Regions from separate parts of the Ovis aries genome. Here region 2 is linked to region 1. The links are chromatin contacts, called in public Hi-C maps. All regions are on one chromosome and are shown on one strand. Each heading gives the region's core, a stretch centred on a gene start, on an enhancer-like site or on the middle of the called end of the contact. The rest is flanking DNA. Distances are from core to core; before and after follow the strand shown. Region 1 overlaps ZMYND8 (zinc finger MYND-type containing 8). Region 2 overlaps ZMYND8 (zinc finger MYND-type containing 8).

The links. A called contact is a pair of places that touch in the nucleus more often than the background predicts.
Region 2: a Hi-C map of mixed tissues shows a contact between it and region 1, with 1.6 times the contacts expected there. The contact joins two enhancer-like sites. A contact is called at or near these places in 3 of 16 Hi-C or Micro-C datasets (liver, mixed tissues and tail adipose tissue).

Annotation. Positions count from the first base shown.
Region 1 is chr13:75,821,977-75,827,354 of ARS-UI_Ramb_v3.0, forward strand. It overlaps ZMYND8 (zinc finger MYND-type containing 8), which reads right to left. Exons shown (of 23, transcript XM_060397086.1): 12 at 2,354-2,835. Among named protein-coding and RNA genes, the nearest start is that of ZMYND8, 65 kb to the right of the region's middle. Within about 2 kb of position 3,050, at least 4 of the 54 cell types and tissues checked have an H3K27ac peak or open chromatin away from gene starts, as enhancers often do.
Region 2 is chr13:75,868,037-75,873,414 of ARS-UI_Ramb_v3.0, forward strand. The region is part of intron 2 of ZMYND8 (zinc finger MYND-type containing 8); the gene reads right to left. Among named protein-coding and RNA genes, the nearest start is that of ZMYND8, 19 kb to the right of the region's middle. Within about 2 kb of position 2,460, at least 8 of the 54 cell types and tissues checked have an H3K27ac peak or open chromatin away from gene starts, as enhancers often do.

The DNA.
Region 1 (5,378 bases), core at 1,800-4,299:
ATCAATAACCTCAGATAACCTCAGATATAAAAAGTTCAGGCAACAGTAATTCATGAGATTGCTGCCCATTAAAATACTTTCTCAGGCAGCAGGATTTTAATAGGAACTCAGAGGCTGAGGAGATTGTGTGATTATACACCATATGTTGTTAACTTGGCTTAAATGAAATCATGTCATGGAATAAAAGGAAGCCTTTAAGGACTCTGGTCAGAAACAAGGGGACAAAGGGCAAGTTTTTTTTCTGAAGCTATGTCAACAGAAATTATGTCATCCCAGAACAAAGCTCCTAAACTCAACCTTGAATCCGTCAACCACGTGGCTGGATCAGAACTGAAGAAGAGACTGCAGCCTTCACTCTGAAGAATCAAAAGCTGTTGGTGATTAACTCTGTTCCACCTAGAGCCATTCAGAGAGCAGCTATAAGCAGTACTTGAAAATGAGCAGCCACCCAGAAAGAAGCCACAGCGTGAACCAAAATGAGTGGACATCTTTTGAATTCATCATTGACTAAGGCTTCATCATTTATCTTCTGGGGATATTGACGTTCTCTTAACTGATGCCTGCTCCTCTTTTTTTTTTTTTTTTTGCGGCGGGGGAGGGGGGTGCCGTGCAGCTTGTGGAATCTTAGTTCCCCAACAAGGGACTGAACCCAGGCCCCAGCAGTGAGACCTTGCAGTCCTGGACCACCAGGAAATCCCCAATGCCTGCTCCCTAAAGAGTTCTATGTGAAGGAAAGAAGGGAAAGAGTTAAGGAGGGAGGTAGGGAGAGGGGGTAGGGAAAGGCTATCCAAGGGTAATGCTCTGGCCAGAAGTCTAAATACTGGTGGTCCAACCTGTGGATGTGCTATATTCATTCTGGCAAATACCTTAACACAGTTTGAGCTGAACTTTCATTACTGGAGAATCTACATAAAAAGGCAGATTCTGCATTTCTCTATAAGAATGTTAAAACGTGGAAACCCTAAGTCCACATTTCTGGGCAGCAACCATGGGCTGAAACCCTTGAGAATGGGGCATGTGCCCTGAGGTTCACTGATAGTCTCCTCAGCCCAGAGCCTGCAGGCTGCCTGCGTTCATCATCACGTTTATGTAAAGCTTTTTTTTTTTAGCTATGCCTCTCAAAGAACAAAAGCGAGCAAACAGTAAAGGCCATGTTTCAAGAAAAATGACAGTAAACCCATTTCCTTGAGGAAACCATAAAGTTCTCACAGGTTTTATTTTTTTTAATATTTATTTATTTAGCTGCACCAGGTCTCAGTTGCGGCGTTTGGGATCTAGTTCCCTGACCAGGGATCAAACCTGGGTCCCCTGCATTGGGAGCTCAGAGTCCCAGCCACTGGACCACCTGGGAAGCCCCCTCATAGGTTTTTAACATGCAACTGAATTATGTCTAGATAAAAAAGAATTCAATTTAAGTCATCCTTGCTTTTGTTATACTCAGCCAGCACCCCTCCTTTGCAACACCTCTCCGGATCCATATCAGCATGGGATGAGTGACTACCAGACTAAATAACAGAGCAGCCAACATTTTTGTAGCACTTATTATCTTAGGTACTATCTAAACCCCTTATGTGTATCGGTTCATTAATCCTCACAAGAAACACTGAGGCAGGGCCTATCATCATGGCTGTGTTACAGGAGGGGAAACCAAGGCATGGGAGGGTCAGGCGCCTTGCCTAAAGCCACAGAGCTAGTAAATGACAGAGATGGGACCTGATCTGAGACCAGCACCCTCCTCCTCCACCTCTGCTTCAGCAGCCAGGCTGCAAGATGCAACGTGACTGGTAGACTGAGCAGGGCGCGGGGAGGAGTGGGCTGGGACCATTCAAGAAGTGGGAGCACTCTGCTCTCTCTGGGGAGAGAAGATTCTTGTTTCCCTTACATGTTTCTCTAATATTTGAGCCTTCAGTAATGCGAGTATCTGGTTTTGATCGAAAAATACTGTTTCCATTCAAATGAAATTCTTGAGAAAGAAAAAAAACGATTGCAGGAAGTTGTGATTCATCTCCAAGGCATTTGAACTGAACTCTGAAGGATTTCTGGCCACCTCTGCCCACTTCTAGGAATGACCTCCAGCTGGCCTTTGGGGAACGCTTTTCTCATTTGTGGGGCCATGCTGCAGTCCACGGGGTCGCAAAGAGGCAGACACGACGTAGCGACTGAACGACGCCAGCAAGAATCCCAATGGGTTTACTCACTTAGAGTTGAAAATCGGCTCCACTGGGATGAGATCCCCCCACCCAGCTCCCTCTGACTGTGATGCTCACCAGGTAGGCAGGGCCAGACAGGTGTCCCCCAGATGAGAACCCCTGTGTCGCAGGGACCCCCTGCACCCTCTCTCCCCGGGGCTGACCTGTGCTCTTGTCCAGGAAGTCCATGGACTCTTCACTGGCGCTGAAGTGGCTGGACGTGGCCTTCTTCTCAGCGTCCTGCTCCACATCAGAGCCCGTGTGCACGGAGGAGTTTGTACTCATGGGGGAGCGAGGCATGTCGGACAAGGAGATCCTGCGGCCTGCGCCCCCGCTCAGCATCGGCTTGCTCATCAGGATCTTGGGCGATGCCGTCATGTCAAAGCTGAGCTTGACCTTCTCCTGCTTGTCCATCTTGGCGGCACCAGCACCGGGGTTGGAGGGGTCGAGCAGCATTTGGTACTGGCTGTTGGGCGTGTAGGGTGTCCTGAATGGAGAGTAATTAAAAACTCCGAACTTCCGGCGGATGTTCTCCACGTAAACCTCCATCTCTTGCATTGCACTGTTGAAGATGCTTTTAGTCTTTTTCACAGAAAAAGGAATTTCTTTAGACATGAGGTAGCAATTATTTATTGGAACCCAGGCCCTGGGAGCACAAAAGAGAAAGGGAGTTTAAATCAGCCTTGGTCGTTTCCAAGATTTTTAAATCTTTTTTTTTTTTTTTTTTTTCAAATTTGATTGTGCAAGAACACTTAAGTTGAGATCTGCCCTCTTAACAAATGTACTCTCTTAACAAGTGTATCATACATTACTGCTGTGTCAACGGAAAAACAGCACAGCCTAAAAGTTGAGAATTATGTTTTATTTGGCAGACAAAATTGAGGACTTTAGCCCTGGACGCAGACTCTCAGATCACGCTGAGAGACTGCTCCAAAGAAGCAAGGGAGGAGTCAGGATACACAGGAGTTTTTTTGCAACAAAGACCAGGTAGCCAGAACTTCAAAAGATTCCTATTAAAGAAAAACCAGACAGCTTGTGTTAAGGAATTCAGCATTTTTCTCAGTCTAGGGAGATGCAACAGTCTGGGTTCACTGAAATCTTTCCTCTGACATGCACCTTAGCTATCTGGGGCTTTCTCAGCCTGAGTCCCCTCAGGGTGCACCACTGGGGGGTGGCTGCAGCAGCTGAGCACTTGGCAGCTGGGTACCCATTTGTCTCCATCCTAAGCTCCCTCAGGGTTCATCATCTGGGTGTCTGTACTGGCTTGATGGCAGTACCGTCCTCTGTCTACTGATAGAGCAGGCAACATTTTTCAACAGCTAGCTGTAGGTATATGCCAGCTCTCTAAAGCTTATTCAGGCTGTTTACTGAAACTTTCTATCTGTTAATCAGTAGTCACCCTTTTTCCCCAGTCCCCAGCCCCTGGCAACCACCACTCTACTCGGTGATTTTATGAACCTATCTCAGATACCTCCTACAATTGGAATCATGCAGTATTCGTGGAAAGGGCTTATTCCACGTTGCCCAAAGTCCTTCTGGTACAGCTGCGATGCTTCATCTTTCTTAAGGCAGAACAGTATCCACTGTGTGCAGAGACCACATTTACTCCATCCATTCATCTCTCGATGGCCACCTAGGTTGTTTCCAGAATGGTGTTTTTTCTTTTTTTCCTTAACGCAAACCAAATTATCCTGGTGGAATTACCAAGATTCTTAAACACATATTCCATTTTTTAAAAATGACTTGGTTTGAATGGTTAATTAACAATCCACTTAACGGGTACGTTCTGTCACAAGGACGGAATGTGAACAAGACACTCAGCTACATTTTAAAAGGCTCAATAGCTTAGTCGGTTTAATCCATTAAAAAAATAATAAATTCCCTCTGCCTCTGCGTTGGTAGAGAGTAAGAAAACAGTCTGGATCCTAGACCACACCTCCGAGAAGATAATTATTGCCCAAATCTCACTCTCATGTACTCAGACATAAAGAGGTTTCTTTTCTCTTTTAAAACTGCGATTCTCCATGGGACTAGAAGGAAAGGTTAGAAAACCACAACCCTAAAAAGCGTTCTGAATGTGAGATAATTCACATGGATAAAAATGGGAAAACAGCCTATTAGCTTTGAGGTATGAGCTCTTCAACTCTTGATTCAGGCTAGTTCTGTCTTCCTACCATCAGCCCTCACATCCTAGTGTGCTCTGCAGAAATCCACTAGAACGTGAGCTGCTTTTCTGGAATCAGCCACCCAAGTGAAGGCAGGCAGGAGATGGAAACAAAACCACCATGCTCTGGGGAAGGCAAGAGTAGATATAAGAGCATTCGGGGTGTGCCTTTGCGATACCTCATGCCCCTAGCCTCAACCCAGCGGGTAGATGGGAATCTGGTAGGAATCTGCGTTTCCAAGGAGACCTCAGGGATTTCACAGACCATAAACTCAAGTCAGGTACAAAGCCATGGGGAGCAACACTTAGTGGGGACAGTGGGTGGGAAACTCACACCCGGTCTAATGCAAGGACCCCCTACTCAGGTGCTATCAGAGTGCCTTGGGAATGTGGACCCAACACCAAGTCTTTCAAAATTTTAAAGTAGAAAATATAAACTTTCTATCTTCTCTTTTACCCAAAAGTTAAGAGCATCTCCTTCCTATTTTTTAAGAGGAAACCACCAGGGAGAAACAAAGCCCGGCCATGGGGCAGAGTCCAGGGTACAGGCTGGCTACCCACAGCTCACAGCTCTTGGTGATGCTAGGTCACGATGCATATGAACACGGAACCCCTCAAAATACCCACCCGCACCCTCACAGTGCTGGAAACTATCCGCTTCTCATCCGCTCCCACTCACTGCTGTCATTCTGCAGAGGACCGAGGAGCCAAAGGTGCAGCCAGGCAGAACGAGGGCTGGGCAGGAGCCAGATGCCCCCAGGGCCAGCGTCTGCGGGGCTTCCAGAGCTTTCAGCCGAGTGGGCAGGAGTTGGAACCAAAATGGGGCTCTGAGGAGCAGCAGGGAGCTCCAGGCGGCCCCGACAGCTGAGGCCCCTTCACTGGGCCAGCCTCCACTCTGTTGGTGAGGTGGAAGATGAGCCCCTACCTGGAGGGATACTGGGGAGACGCATCTGACCGGTACCCTGCACCCCCAGGAGCTGACCAGCCACAGTCACTGGGATTGTACCCTCTCCCATTTTTGTCTG
Region 2 (5,378 bases), core at 1,210-3,709, 45 kb after region 1:
AGAAAGGCAGTTCAGAGGGGCCTGGATAACAAATACCAGTTGAGAAGATGGGAAGATAGCTGTGTTCTTTCTTTGCAGATCTTTAAAAAAAAAAAAAAAAGCCCAGGAGAATCTAATCAAGTGAAATTTAAGACACCGATAGAATTACTTTTTGAGCATGTTCTATGCTGGGCCAATCCATAGCTAGGTGTTTTCACCTACTACATCCAGCACGACGTGTTAATGTATTGAGAGTTGTGATGCAGTGCAGTCCAACAGGACTTTCTATGATGATGGCAACATTCCGTATCTGTGTTGTCTACATATCTGGACAGCCTCTAGCCACGTGTGGTTATTGGGCACTTGCAATGTGACTAGTCCAACTGAAAAAGGAATTTTTATTTCAATTAATATAAACTGAAACAGTCACAGAGTAGCTACCTAATCAGACAAGCCTCGATTTAGCAGCTCAACAGACAACAGACAAGGGAGGAAGTTCAGCAGGCAAGCAGGCCCCTTCAGAATCCTCCACCTGTGCCTAAGGGAAGAATCTGGTAGTAGCCTTCAGAGCAAAATGATTCGGGGGGCTAGAAATGTTTGTGGACTTGCCACCTTCAGCCTAGGTTGGAAATTTTTCAAACCTTCAGGATGTGTGAGAATGTCTGATCAGAGCGGATTACCAATTATTTCCTTTTCCTGGCCAATTTAGGGGACTTTTCGGGGTGATTTCTTTTTTCTTCACCATGCTTGCAGCTTGCAGGATCTTAGTTCCCTGACCTGGGATGGAACTTGTACCCTCGGGCAGTGAAACCATGAAGTCCTAACCACTTGACAGACTGCTAGGGAATTTCCCCAGGGAAGGTTCCACAAGAGGGGAGCCTGGGTCCCTGAGGACATGGAGAAGACAGGTCCTGGGGAGAGCAGCCTGGAAAGATGGACAAACCTATGACCCGGCGAGGAGCAGGAGGGAGCCGGTAGGCACTCAGGTCGGACAGGCTGAATAGAAGGGGCAGGTTCTGCAGGGACACTGACCAGAGCCCCAGAAAGCACAGATGGAGTAGGGCCTTGAATCTCAACTCAGGGCTGGGGTCATCTTCAGGAGCCACCAGCAACCCAAAGCAGGCAAGCAAGACAATCGCACTTGTGTTTGGAAAAGGGGCTGTTACAAGTGGGCTTAATACCTGGGGAAGGAAAGAAATCAAAGGGAAGGGGGCCATTTCAAAAAGCCCCATATCCCTGGGGGGGGAAAGACAGACAAGCCACCGATCACTTCAGAGAGAGAAGAAATTTGAGCTTAGGTAATTATTTCCAGGCAGAGAAGATGCTGGAAACAAAGCCATCCACTCTAGCTGAAAGGGTGCTTTTACTTCCTTCTCCAGGAGTTCTATCCACCTGGTAGGCAAAGTCAAGTCACGCTCATTCATTCAAGAGATATATTTATTGTGCTCCAACTGGAACAGGAACAAGTGGTGGTACAACGGGCACTGGGGAAAGCAAGCTACACGAAAACAAAAGGCAGGACCCAGCCCCACCTGGAGCCTGAGCATCCAGGGGAGGTAGGATGTTAGGAGGAAAAAAGAGAGCGGAGGACCTTCCTTCGGAGGATCTGAAAAGATCAGTGTGGTGGGAGTAGAGAGAAAGGGGCACACAGAGGCAGGAGGCTGGAAAAGCGGGCAAGGCTCACACACAAGGGTTTTAGGATTTTGCTCTTCATCCTAATACCAAGAAGTGAGCCCTTAAGACTTCAAAGCAGAAGGTGGTAGCTGAAAGAGAGGTTCCTTTTAGAAAGATCAGGAGGGTAGGGCAGCTAAGAGATGGGAGCCCAGTTAAAATAAAGGGACTTTTCTGGTGGTCCAGTGAGTGGCTAAGACGCCCCACTTCCAATGCATGAGGTGCAAGCTTGAGGGAACTAAGATCCCACATGCTGCTGGGTGAAGCCAAAAAAAAAGACTAGTATAGTTCACTGGTGATAACCTGAAGAAGAGTGATAGGTACAATGTATTATTGTAAGAAAGCAACAAAAAAAGGGCAAAAGGATAGAAGAATCGAGGCTCAGTCCCATATCCCTGGCCTAGCCAACTGGCAGAGTCCTGGCTTATTCACCATGGGGGAGAAGCAGGTATTTTGTTAGGGGAGCAGGAGGGAAGGCAGACAGTGAAATCAGTTTGGGACATGTTGAGTTTGAGATGCCCAGGACCAACAGGTCGGGCAGTCAGGTAGGCAGCTAGCCGTCTGCATCATAACTCAAGAAACATCTAGGCTGGAAGTAAGATATTCCTGAGTCATAAAGCCACAGATGTGGGCGAGATCACCCAGGGAAAGAACGTGCTGGGCAAGATGAGGAACCAAGCTCTCAGCGATGCCAACACTTAGCAGTGGGGAGAAGAGGAGGAGCCGGGGAAATTAGAGGAAAAGCACAAGAAGAGGCAGGTTCTAGGGGAATGATCAGCAGTGTCCACTGCCTCTGCTAGATCAGGGCACCAAGTGCTGACACCGCCCACTGGAGTCTACAGGAAGCCCGGCGGGAACTGCTAACAGGCAGCCTCTCGGTGGATGCCACCACGGAGCTGGCAGAACACAGCAGGAAGTAAGGAAACCAAGAGCTAAATACTGACGCTCCTTTTACCAAATTTGGCTATGGAGAGGCCCGAAAAAGGAGAAACACTAATAGGAAAGACGCAAGGTCAAGAAAGGAAATGTGGAAAAGACCTGCGCGTGTTCAAAAATCTGTACATTCCTCAAAAGGCTAAATACAGAGCTACCCTATGACCCCATAACCACACTCCGAGGTCCACATCCAAGAGAAATGAAAACATACACCCACATAAAAACTGGCCCACGAATGTCTACGGCACTGTTCTTCATGACAGCCAAAAAAAAAAAAAGAAACAACTCAAGTCCATCAACAGATAAATGGATAAATAAAACAAAATGTGACAATGGAATAATGCGATGGAACATTATTCAGACATAAAAAGGAATCGAGGAGTGGTGTGAGGGGACTTCCCTGGTGGTTCAGTGGCTGAGACTCTATGCGCCCAACACAAGGGGCCGGGGTACAATCCCTGGGTCAGGGAACCAGGTCCCACATGCTGCACCTAAGAAGTTGACGTGCCACAAAGTTGCTTGCCACAACTAAGACTCAGCACAGCCTTAAAATAAGCAAATAATTTTTTTTTAAGTGATATGTGCTACAACATGACTGACTAAGCATAAGAACATTAATCTACAAGGAAGAAGTCAGACATGAACGTTCACATACTAAATGAGTCCATCTATACGAAATGATCCAGGTAAGCAAATCCAGAGAGGAAGAAAGCAGGCTCGTGGTCACCACGGGCTGGGATAACTGGGCAATGAATGGGGTGTTACTGCTAAAGGGTTAGGGAGTTTTTACTGGGGTGATGAAAATGTTCCAAAATAAGACTGTGGTGATTCACTGAACGAAGCTTCCCTGGTAGCTCAGTGGTAAAAGAATCCACCTGCCAATGCAGGAAATGAGGGTCTGATCCCTGGGTCGGGAAGGTCCCCTGGAGTAGGAAATGGCAATGCACTCCAGTATTCCTGCCTGGGAAATCCCATGGACAGAGGAGCCTTGCGGGCCACAGTCCACTGGGTTGCAAAAGAGTTGGACACGACTGAAAGAATAAACAACGAGATGATCACTGAACAATTCTGTGACTGGATTAAAAACCATGTTGCTGGGAATTCCCTGGTGGTCCAGTGGTTAGGAAACGGTGTTTTCAGCACCAAAGGCACTGGTTCGATCCCTGGTCGGAGAACTAAGATCCCACACACTGCACAAATCGGCCAAACATAATAATAATACTTAAAAAATAAAAACCTTGTTACTGTTCCCTTTGAAATGCTCGATCTCTGGGTTCCAGGAAAGCTGAAGGTAAGACAGAATTGGGCAGGGGGGGGCACTCCCACTCACCCCAACTCTGAGATGTGGGCTTGCCAAGCTTGCTCCCCTCAAGTTAATCATCAAGGGGCCTCCACCAATGGAGCAAAGTGAAATAACTACTCTTTGAAACTTTCAAGCAAAAAAAAAAAAAAGCGCCAGGATCTCTAAAAGGCCTCAGACCTAGAATGTTAACTCCAGAGGCACTGGGAGAAGGAAAAAGGAGAGATGGTTCTTTTGAAACTAAGGTTGAAAATGGTTCATTGTCGATCACAGTCTTCTGGAACAACAGCAGTCACATAAACATGTAACGTAGGTCAGGCTTCAAAACTGGGGCAAACGCAGGGTTTTCCACGAGTGAACCATGAAGATAAATCGCACAGAAGGTGCTGACAGGATTCCACGGGCAGACTGCACCGAGGCTCTGCAGGCCAAGAGAAGGTAGAAGGTTTCTCATTCAGAAAGCCATATCCAAAAATTCTCAAGAGTTGCAGGAATATTTTAGACCTTGTTGGGAGAGGAACAATCTGGTAGTTATCTAACTCGCAAATCAATTCCTTCCACTGCACAGTATATGGATGACACTTCTCGGGCTGGAGGAAATGTGAAGAGCCAAAATTGAGTTAAAAATACTGATGCTCATTTTTGAGAAGAAATATTCTCAGCACTTCAGCCTCGCACTGTGATTTAATGGGTGTTTACGGTTATAGTTTCTTAAAGTTTCCTTGGGGAAAAAAAAAAAAAAAGAATGATACAAGGTCTCTGTCTGAGAGCCGTCCTCATAAACAGTCCCTTTGTGAAACAAGCTTAATTTACATACAACAGTGAGAACGAGGATCCTGTACTAATTAAGGTCGGGCTGGTTAGCAAATTGCTGTAATTGTATATTCTCCAGCTTCCTGTCTTGGAAAACATATTCATACCGAGGCAAATCTCAGCAAGAATGGTACTGTTCGAGATTTTAATATCTTGGGCTTCCGTTGCATCTGTGCAGGGTTTCCAAGTGGCTCGTTCCCTTGCGCGGGTGACATTACACAGACATTTTTTAAAAATGGTTTCAGCTTTGGCAGCCTGGCATCCGCACACCACAATCATTACTGCAAAATGTACACATCCCAGGATCAAGACACAGGCAGCCCAAACAGGAGAGCCTTTGTATGGAGCCGTGAGCGCCTAGCGTCCATCACTTTTCAGACTTTAAGTTCCTATCCTTGGAGGAGCCACACTCCTACGTCGTGTGGCTAAAATCCTACACTGAACTGTGCTGTGTCCAGTCTCCTGCAGAGAATGCAAACCCACAACTCTCCCACCACTTGTGACCCGGAGATGTGTTCTGTTGGGTTCATGCATGGTCTTTCAGAAACTGGGCTACATGGATCACGATTCTAAATCAGGCATTTTTACAGGAGGCGGGCGGGGAGGGGAATAAAATCCCAGCTGGTGACACCAAGTGAGACATATTCCTGTTCCTGCTTTGTTCAGCAATCAGAGGGAG